2 separate regions of the Callithrix jacchus genome follow, and region 1 is linked to region 2. Evidence: chromatin contacts called from public Hi-C data. All regions are on one chromosome and are shown on one strand. The core of a region is the stretch at or near the end of the contact, and the rest is flanking DNA. Distances in the headings are between cores, read along the strand shown. Region 1 overlaps LOC144577354 (a long non-coding RNA gene). Region 2 holds the start of BUB1B (BUB1 mitotic checkpoint serine/threonine kinase B).

Region 1 (3,786 bases), core at 998-3,497, 110 kb after region 2:
ATCTCCCACATCACTGCTCATGGGGAACTGCTCTGAGCTGCTAGGCCTAGATCTGGCTTTGGAAAAAGCATGGCTCCTGTATGATCTTAGGGTCTCCACCTTCACTCCTTCTTCCAGCCCCACCTCCTCTAAAGGCCTCTCTCAGCATCTCCTGGGTCTCAGGAGAGAATATTAGCCATTTATACCCTCATGGAAATTTAAACAGCCCTGTCAAGTTTTAGCTGTAACTGGAATGAATGGCCTGGACCCCAGTTACAGGAATTTTTAAGGAGCAGCTTAAGTGGAAGAGGGTTGGGAAGGTGGGATGTGTCTTTCCTGGTATTACTGCGCCCCACCCCCCATGTTCTGCTCGTCAAGGAATCTGGAAGAATTCTTGCTCTTCCCCACCAAGTGTTGGGGAATCCTCTTTGAAATTATCTCTTCTTAAGATATTCTCAGTCCAAATCTCCCAAGATTTTTCACCAAAGCTCTTTATCATGAGGATCTGGGGGAAAGAAAATCCCACCTATTTCAGGTTCTGAATAGAATACAATTCCATTTTATCTTTCCCTCAATTAGATTCTCATCTAATTTATGTCCCAGCTGTACTGGCCCCCAGGCACTATAGCAATCCCAAAGTTACCTGCGAGCATCGGAGTGTCACATTTAAAATGGGAAGGGACCTTATAGCTCAGTCCTAACTCCCCAAGTTACAGAGGAAGAAACTCAAGTCCAGCGAAAAGTGACTTGTCCAAGGTCACATGCCAATGAGTGGTAGAATTCAGACTAGAACTCAGCACCGTGGCTGCCACTGCTGTGCTGTTTCTGTGAAGCCATAACCACATAACATCCCCACTCAGTTTAGAGTTTGGGGCCTGGAGTTTAGGTACTATTTTTGGAGACGTTGGAAGTTCCAGGATGAGGTATTTATGAAGATTTGGTTCTCATTTCCCTCTCCAAAGCTCTTGGCTGGTAATGTGGCTCAAGTCTGTAATCTGGGACTTTGGGAAGCTGGGACAGGAGGGTCACTTGAGGCCATGAGTTTGAGACCAGCCTGGGCAACACAGTGAGACCCCAATCTCTATAAAGTAATAATAGTAACAATATAAAGCTCTTGTTTTGTGTTGTATTGCCATAGTCAACTGCAGCCTGGTCTGGGGTAGGAGGAGGCAAGAGGCCAGGGGGCAAGGAGGGCTGCTGAGCTGTGTGATGTCTCTGCTGGGCTCCCAGCCTGGCTGATGGGGGTTTCTCCACCCCATCCTGGGAGCAGGTGTGGGCCCTCTGTCCCCAGAGCTTCTTGAAGAACAGTTTGTTCTGCAGGGTGCAGCCAGGGTGGGGGAGAGTGGCAGATACCAGTACAGCCCTTGAGCCTGCTGCAGCTGCTTCCTGTTGTCAGAGGACTCCTCCACCAAGGAGCTGAGCTCTCTGGCACCTCCACGCCCCTGCCTAGTTCTCCGTGTGGTGTCCTGCCTCAGTAGGTCAGCAACTTCCACAGATACCAAGGAAGGCTGTGTTCAAGCAGCAAGAGCTCAGTGTGAGGAAGTGCCCGTGGCCAGGCACATTTCCAGTCTCGTGGTTTACTACCCTCTGTGCAAACAGGGTCCTGTCCTCACGTATGCGGGTTCATTTCTGTCTTGTCTTCCTTTCCCTGTCTGGAAGATCTTTCCCATTCCGTCTGCAAAGTCAAGTTCTCCCCACTATTTTTGGTTCTATCTCTTCCCCTAAGCTCTGTCCACAGTGACTCCCTCCGCCACCCCCGCTCCACTGGCCATGCTGGACCGTCCAGCGTGAGAGTATGGGCCCTCACTTCACACTGCCTTGTCCTGTGGTTTGACTTTTCACCTAGGTTTGTTTTGTCTCCTCCTCAAGACTTGAAGACAGGATGATTTGGGTCCTTAACCACTGCCTCCTACTTCAAATAAGATCCCGTACAGAGCTGAGCTCATAGCAGACCCTATCCATAAGGGCCCAGTAAATCCTGGCTGAATGTCCCGTCTCAGTGTCTCTCTCTTGGTTCCTGTCTGCTGTGCCACAGTTCACCCCAGAACTTGGAGCATGTTGGGAGGAGAAACGTGGGCTCCTCTCCCTGGTAGTCACATTGCCTCACCGCAGGAGGTGACCCAGGCCTTGCCCCCCGCTAAGCTATGGGCCTCCTTGCCTCCAGGTTCCCCTCTGATTAATCATGAGAGTGCTGTGGGCTGACTGGAACCAACTGCTCCTGTTCTAGAAGGGACTTCCCCAGCATGAATGCTTGCAGGTGGACGGCAAGGGAAGGGGGAGAGCAGTGGTGACCTGTAAGGTGGTGCCCTCATCCAGCTCCAGGGACACGGCTCACAGAACACTCCCAATAGGGGCGGTTCAGCCTGTCTCCATTCTTGTGGCTCTCTTCTCCCCAAGCCTCAGTCAGGGCCTGGCTCATTCTCCCAGGGGGGTCTGAAAGGGGCTGGAGTGGGGGTGGAGCAAGCAGCAACCCGGGACTCTCAGCTCAGCACTCTTCCCCCCATTGTGAAATGGCCTTGGATAAGGGCCAAGCAGGAAGCTGCCTCCTATAGCTCCATGGCCTGGCGCCTGGGGTGTGAGGACGGCCCCAGGTCTTTCCCTCCCCAAGGGAGCGCTGAGGCTGACATACGGAGTCCACCTGCACAGAGACACCGAGACACCGAGCTGCCCTTGGCTAAGTCATGAGGGGCCTATGCTCTCCCTCACGCTCTCTGTGCCTGGCAGGTGGTGGCAGGCAAAGGGGTGTGAAGGGTGGTGGAAAGTGCATGGGCCTGGGGCTCAGGGCCCAGGGCTTCCGATCTCATCATTATCAAGCTTTGTGATCTTGGTCAAGTCAGTTTCCCTCTTTGGACCTCACTCGGTTTCTATTCACTTGTGAATAACTAGAAGGTAAAGGGTTGGACTAAAAGGTCTTGGAGTCCTCTTGCAGCTCAATATTGTGATGCACTGAAGTTGATGATTCATTGATGTTATTACCGGGACTTGGCTCTGATCAGACGGGAGTTTGTTCATTGTGTCTGTCTAGGATTCCCTGTATAAATCTGCATCTGTTGGTCTGTCAGAGAGGTGGAGTGGACTTTCCTGAACAATCAAGGATGAATGATGACACAGAGGCCGAGACATGAACAGCATCTGTTGCTTTAGGGAGTTGAGACACCTGGGTAATCTGTGCAGAACTCTGGGTATATAATTTCCTGTCCTAGACTTCTAGACAGGAAACTTTAAATTTGGGACCCCTAATCATCATGAATAAGGGAGCCCCTCCTCCCACCCACTAAAACCATGAAAGTTGGGGGAGGAGGAAGGCAAGAAGAGGTGTTCGCACCCCAGACCTCCAGACTGGCTGGGAATGCTTGAGCAATAACTATGCTTGCCTTTCCTGGCCTCAGTTTCCCCTCATACAATATGAAGTATGCCGGCCCCCTTCTTGAGGCTCATCCAGGAAGGAAATCCTAGATGAGAAGGGGAGAACCTGTTAAAGATCACACATGCTTCATGAGTGCCGCTACCTGATTCTGAACAAGGATGGCGTGCAGGCATGTGGGGCCAGCGGCTGCCCATGGGGTGCAGCCTAGAGGGTACTGGCAATTCCTTTGTATCTCTCCAAAGCCCGTACACTAGAAATCCAACCATTAGAGTCTTTTCTTAGTTTAACATCACCTAGGTTTCCTCCACAAATGGAGTGCGTGTGACATACTCACCATTTGTTCTGAACATGTTAGTGTGATTCAGCTACCAGCTAGGTTGCCTCCACACAGCTAGCTGAGCTTAGTAAGAGACTGGGATTTTGGTGGGGGTGGAGGAAGG
Region 2 (3,508 bases), core at 481-2,980:
CTCCTCCCAGTCTTCCTCTTTCTCAAATAAATGGCAATCCCATTCTTCAGTTACTCAAGCCAAAAATCTCAGTGCCAACTTTGATGCCCTTCTCATACCCCTCAGTCAGTCAGCAAATCCTACTGGCTCTACCTTCAAAATGTATACAGAAATCAATCACTTCTAATCATCTCCACTGTTTTCCACCTGGCTCAACTCACTTTTGAGCTGAATTATTTTGGGCTAAATTATTTCAATAACCTTTTAACTGGTATCCCTTGCTTCCATCCTTTGCTGCCTTTGTCTATTCAACACAACAGCCAAAGTGATCCCATTTAAACCCAACTCAGATCATGTCTTTCCTTTGCTCAAAACCGTCCAAGGACTTTTGATTACAACTAGAGTAAAAGCCAAGTCCTTACAACGCCTGCATCTTCACCTTTTTTTACTTTACCTCCTTTTACCCTTGTAGTTAATTCTGCTCCAGGGACATAGCCTTGGACACGCCAGGTGCAACTTCCTCCCCCAACTCTTACCCTCAGCCTTTGTAACTCCCCCAGATATAAGAATATCTAGCTCTTCAGATTCCTTCAAGTCTTGACAAAAATGACATCTCCTCAGTGAGACTCCAATGTTCAAGCTAAAATTGCACCACTCCTCACCCCCAATATTCCCTACCCCCACATGCTTTTTTTTAAAGTACTGACCACCACCTCCATCTAACAGTTCGTCTTTATTGTCTAACTCACCCACCTTCATCCCATTCCAGAATTTAAGCTTCATGAGGGTTGAGATTTTTTTGTTCGTGTATTTGCTGCACCCAGAGCTTAGCCAAAAAACATTTGTTACATGAATGAAAGAGCCCATGACACAGCACTTATCAATGCACTGTGGGCACCATAGTGAAGATACATACAGACTTCTAACCTAGAACTGCTATGTAGTTTCTTTTAATAGAAGGAAACGCCGCAAACATGTAGAGAAAGGCTTAGATCTCTGTGCTATTGGAATAATAAATCTAAATCTCTATACTGGCTAAAGGCTTTTTAGACCTCTATGCTATTGACATAGCACCTACCATTTGTTGAACGCTTATTTGAAAGCAGTTACTTAACAAATACTTTGAATTCCCCCAGAACCCCGTAAGGCAACATTAACATCAGCATTTTCCATACAAACGATTTGCCTAAGGTCAAACAACTAGCAGACGGCTGAGCTGAGTTACAAACAGACCACATCACAACTTCCAAGCTCTCTGTCCCGCTGGGGTCCCGCAGCCTTCTTCGCTTTGAAGCTGGATGCGGCAGGATTCGCACGTGCCCTCACTCCTCTGCGTTTTCACCTCCACCTCTGGCGTCCGACGCCAAAGCGAAGGAAGCTCCGGCTGGGCCTGTTCTCCTGACCGTGCCGGTCTCCCTGACTGCTCCGAGCGAAACCTCTGTCACTTACCAGGCACCTTCGGGTCTCTCAGGCCCAGCCCCCAGCAGCTCTTCTTCTGTACGTACCTCAGAGCACCCTCTTCCTTCTTTACCGCCGCCATCCTGCATTCCTGGCTCAGGTCCTCTTCGGCTGCAGGCCTTTCCTCTGGGCCGCAGACTGCCCGGGCTTTCTTCCGCAACCTGCTCTCGGAGCTACAGAAGCGACCAAAGCACACACTAGACTCCCTTACAAACCAGCCACCTCAAGCCCGCATCCCTAGCCGCCAAGATTCAAATTTAACGGTCCGGGCGGCCAACGTGGCCACGCCCCTGCGCTCCTCCGTGCGCTCGCCTCTCGCCCAATGCATTCTGGGGCTTGGAGTTTATACCGGTTTAGTCCGCGCAGTCGCAGTGCATAAGGGGAATTGTAGTTTCCGGGAGTCAATGGCCGCGGAAGCGCTGCAGGTTTCTGCAAGACAAATTCGTCGCAGGTGCAGTCTGTGTCCTGGCTCGAAGGCGAGTTTCTGAGCCGAGCGAGGAACACTTAAAATACCAGAATTTCTTTGCTGTTTTGAGTGTTGGGAGTTGTCTCTGAGTGGTGGGACTTGGTCTGACTCTTCTGGAGAGACCACCCCTGCTGTCTGCCCCAAATCTCACCCGTCCAGGGTTCTTAGGCCACTCTGACCCAGCTGTTTCCTGCCCCACCCTTGAATTTAAAAAAGCTGGATTCTAGTTTTGTAAAATCATACCAAATGTGCAACCTTAGGCAAGCTACATAATCTCTCTGGCCCTCAGTTTTCCTCATCTATAAAGTGATGATATTGTCTTGCTTTCTCTTCTGCTCAGTCCACAAGCGATAGCCACAGCCATGCTATGGCTTCTAAGGTCTCTCTTCTTTCCCCTTCGGGAGACTAGCCTTGACTGACATTAAACTCTTCTCGCAATTTCAATTTACTGAGGAAGAAACTGTGGCAGCTCAGATGTGACCAGGGGAGTAGGGTCTTTTTGTTTGTTTGTTTGGGTTTGTCTTAGAGACAGGGTCTTGCTCTGTTGCCCAGCCTGGAGTGCAGTAGCCTGATCATGGCTCACTGCAGCCTCCAACTCCCCGGCTCAAGTGATCTTCCCGCCTCAGCCTCCCCAGTAGCTGGGATTACAGGTGCTAGACACCTTGAGGCAGGAACAGGGTCTTTTAAATAGGTCCAGGTATAGGGAATTTCTCCTTTATGACTATGTGGATGGTCAGAGAGGTGGCAGTTCCCGGAGGCGGGTGCTGAGAATACTGTCTACTACTCCCTGAGTCTTAGTTCCCAGCTTTCTGTCTTTGTTCATGTTATATATGTCCTTCTTTCCTCTGAATCGTCAGGACTCTTGATTACAAAGAAATAGAAATCCAACTCAAACTGGCCTACTTGGAAAAGGGAATTTACTATCTTTTGTATATAAAGGACTTCAGATAAAGCTTAACGCAGGACTCGTGAACTGGACCTCTCTCCATTTCTTGCCTCTGCTCTTGTTATTGGCTTATTGTCATTCTCCATTGGGTAACAGGCTCAGGACTTTATCCTTACAGGTTCAAATTCAGACTCAGAAGTCACCCTGGTTAACCCCTTCCTCCCAGTCACTGGGGATAGTGGATTCAGGACTTTGATTGTTCAGAACCAAGACCTGTGTTTCACCTTGGGACTGAGAGAGGGGAAGGGGCAATTCCTCACAGGAAATTTTGGTTACTCTTTACTTCCAAGTCCTCCACAGCCAGGAAGCTTTCCTGGATTATGTGAGATGTGGTACATGGGATTCTCTCTCTGACTCATTTGATCTCTTACCTTATGCCAGTACTGACCTAGCACTTCACTTCCTTTCAACAGGGTGTCCTGTTCATATATACAGCTTCTCAATTTTGACCATTTTCTACAAACAATCTTGGCAGTGTAGTATTTGGTCTTTTGATCTGTCTCCCCTATAACCTAGTTGGCTGCCTCATGAACTGTGGTATAATGTAGAACACATTCAGGCTAAACCCCTTGCATATTTTACTACGGGAAAAGAAGGAGGTAGGTAAACAAAATAAAGTAAAACTCCAAAACGTATGATAGAAGGTGCTCTGGCCGGGC

Evidence for each region. A called contact is a pair of places that touch in the nucleus more often than the background predicts.
Region 1: a Hi-C map of skeletal muscle shows a contact between it and region 2, with 11 times the contacts expected there. The contact joins the enhancer-like site here to the promoter of BUB1B in region 2. A contact is called at or near these places in 2 of 3 Hi-C or Micro-C datasets (both in skeletal muscle).

The regions. Positions count from the first base shown.
Region 1 is chr8:46,551,759-46,555,544 of calJac240_pri, forward strand. The region is part of intron 2 of LOC144577354 (a long non-coding RNA gene); the gene reads right to left. Among named protein-coding and RNA genes, the nearest start is that of SRP14, 8.7 kb to the right of the region's middle. Within about 2 kb of position 2,248, at least 3 of the 16 cell types and tissues checked have an H3K27ac peak or open chromatin away from gene starts, as enhancers often do. A contact at or near this core is called in skeletal muscle, where this site is marked.
Region 2 is chr8:46,445,656-46,449,163 of calJac240_pri, forward strand. It overlaps BUB1B (BUB1 mitotic checkpoint serine/threonine kinase B), which reads right to left and starts at 1,731. Exons shown (of 24, transcript XM_035259856.3): 1 at 1,485-1,731. The coding sequence starts at 1,519.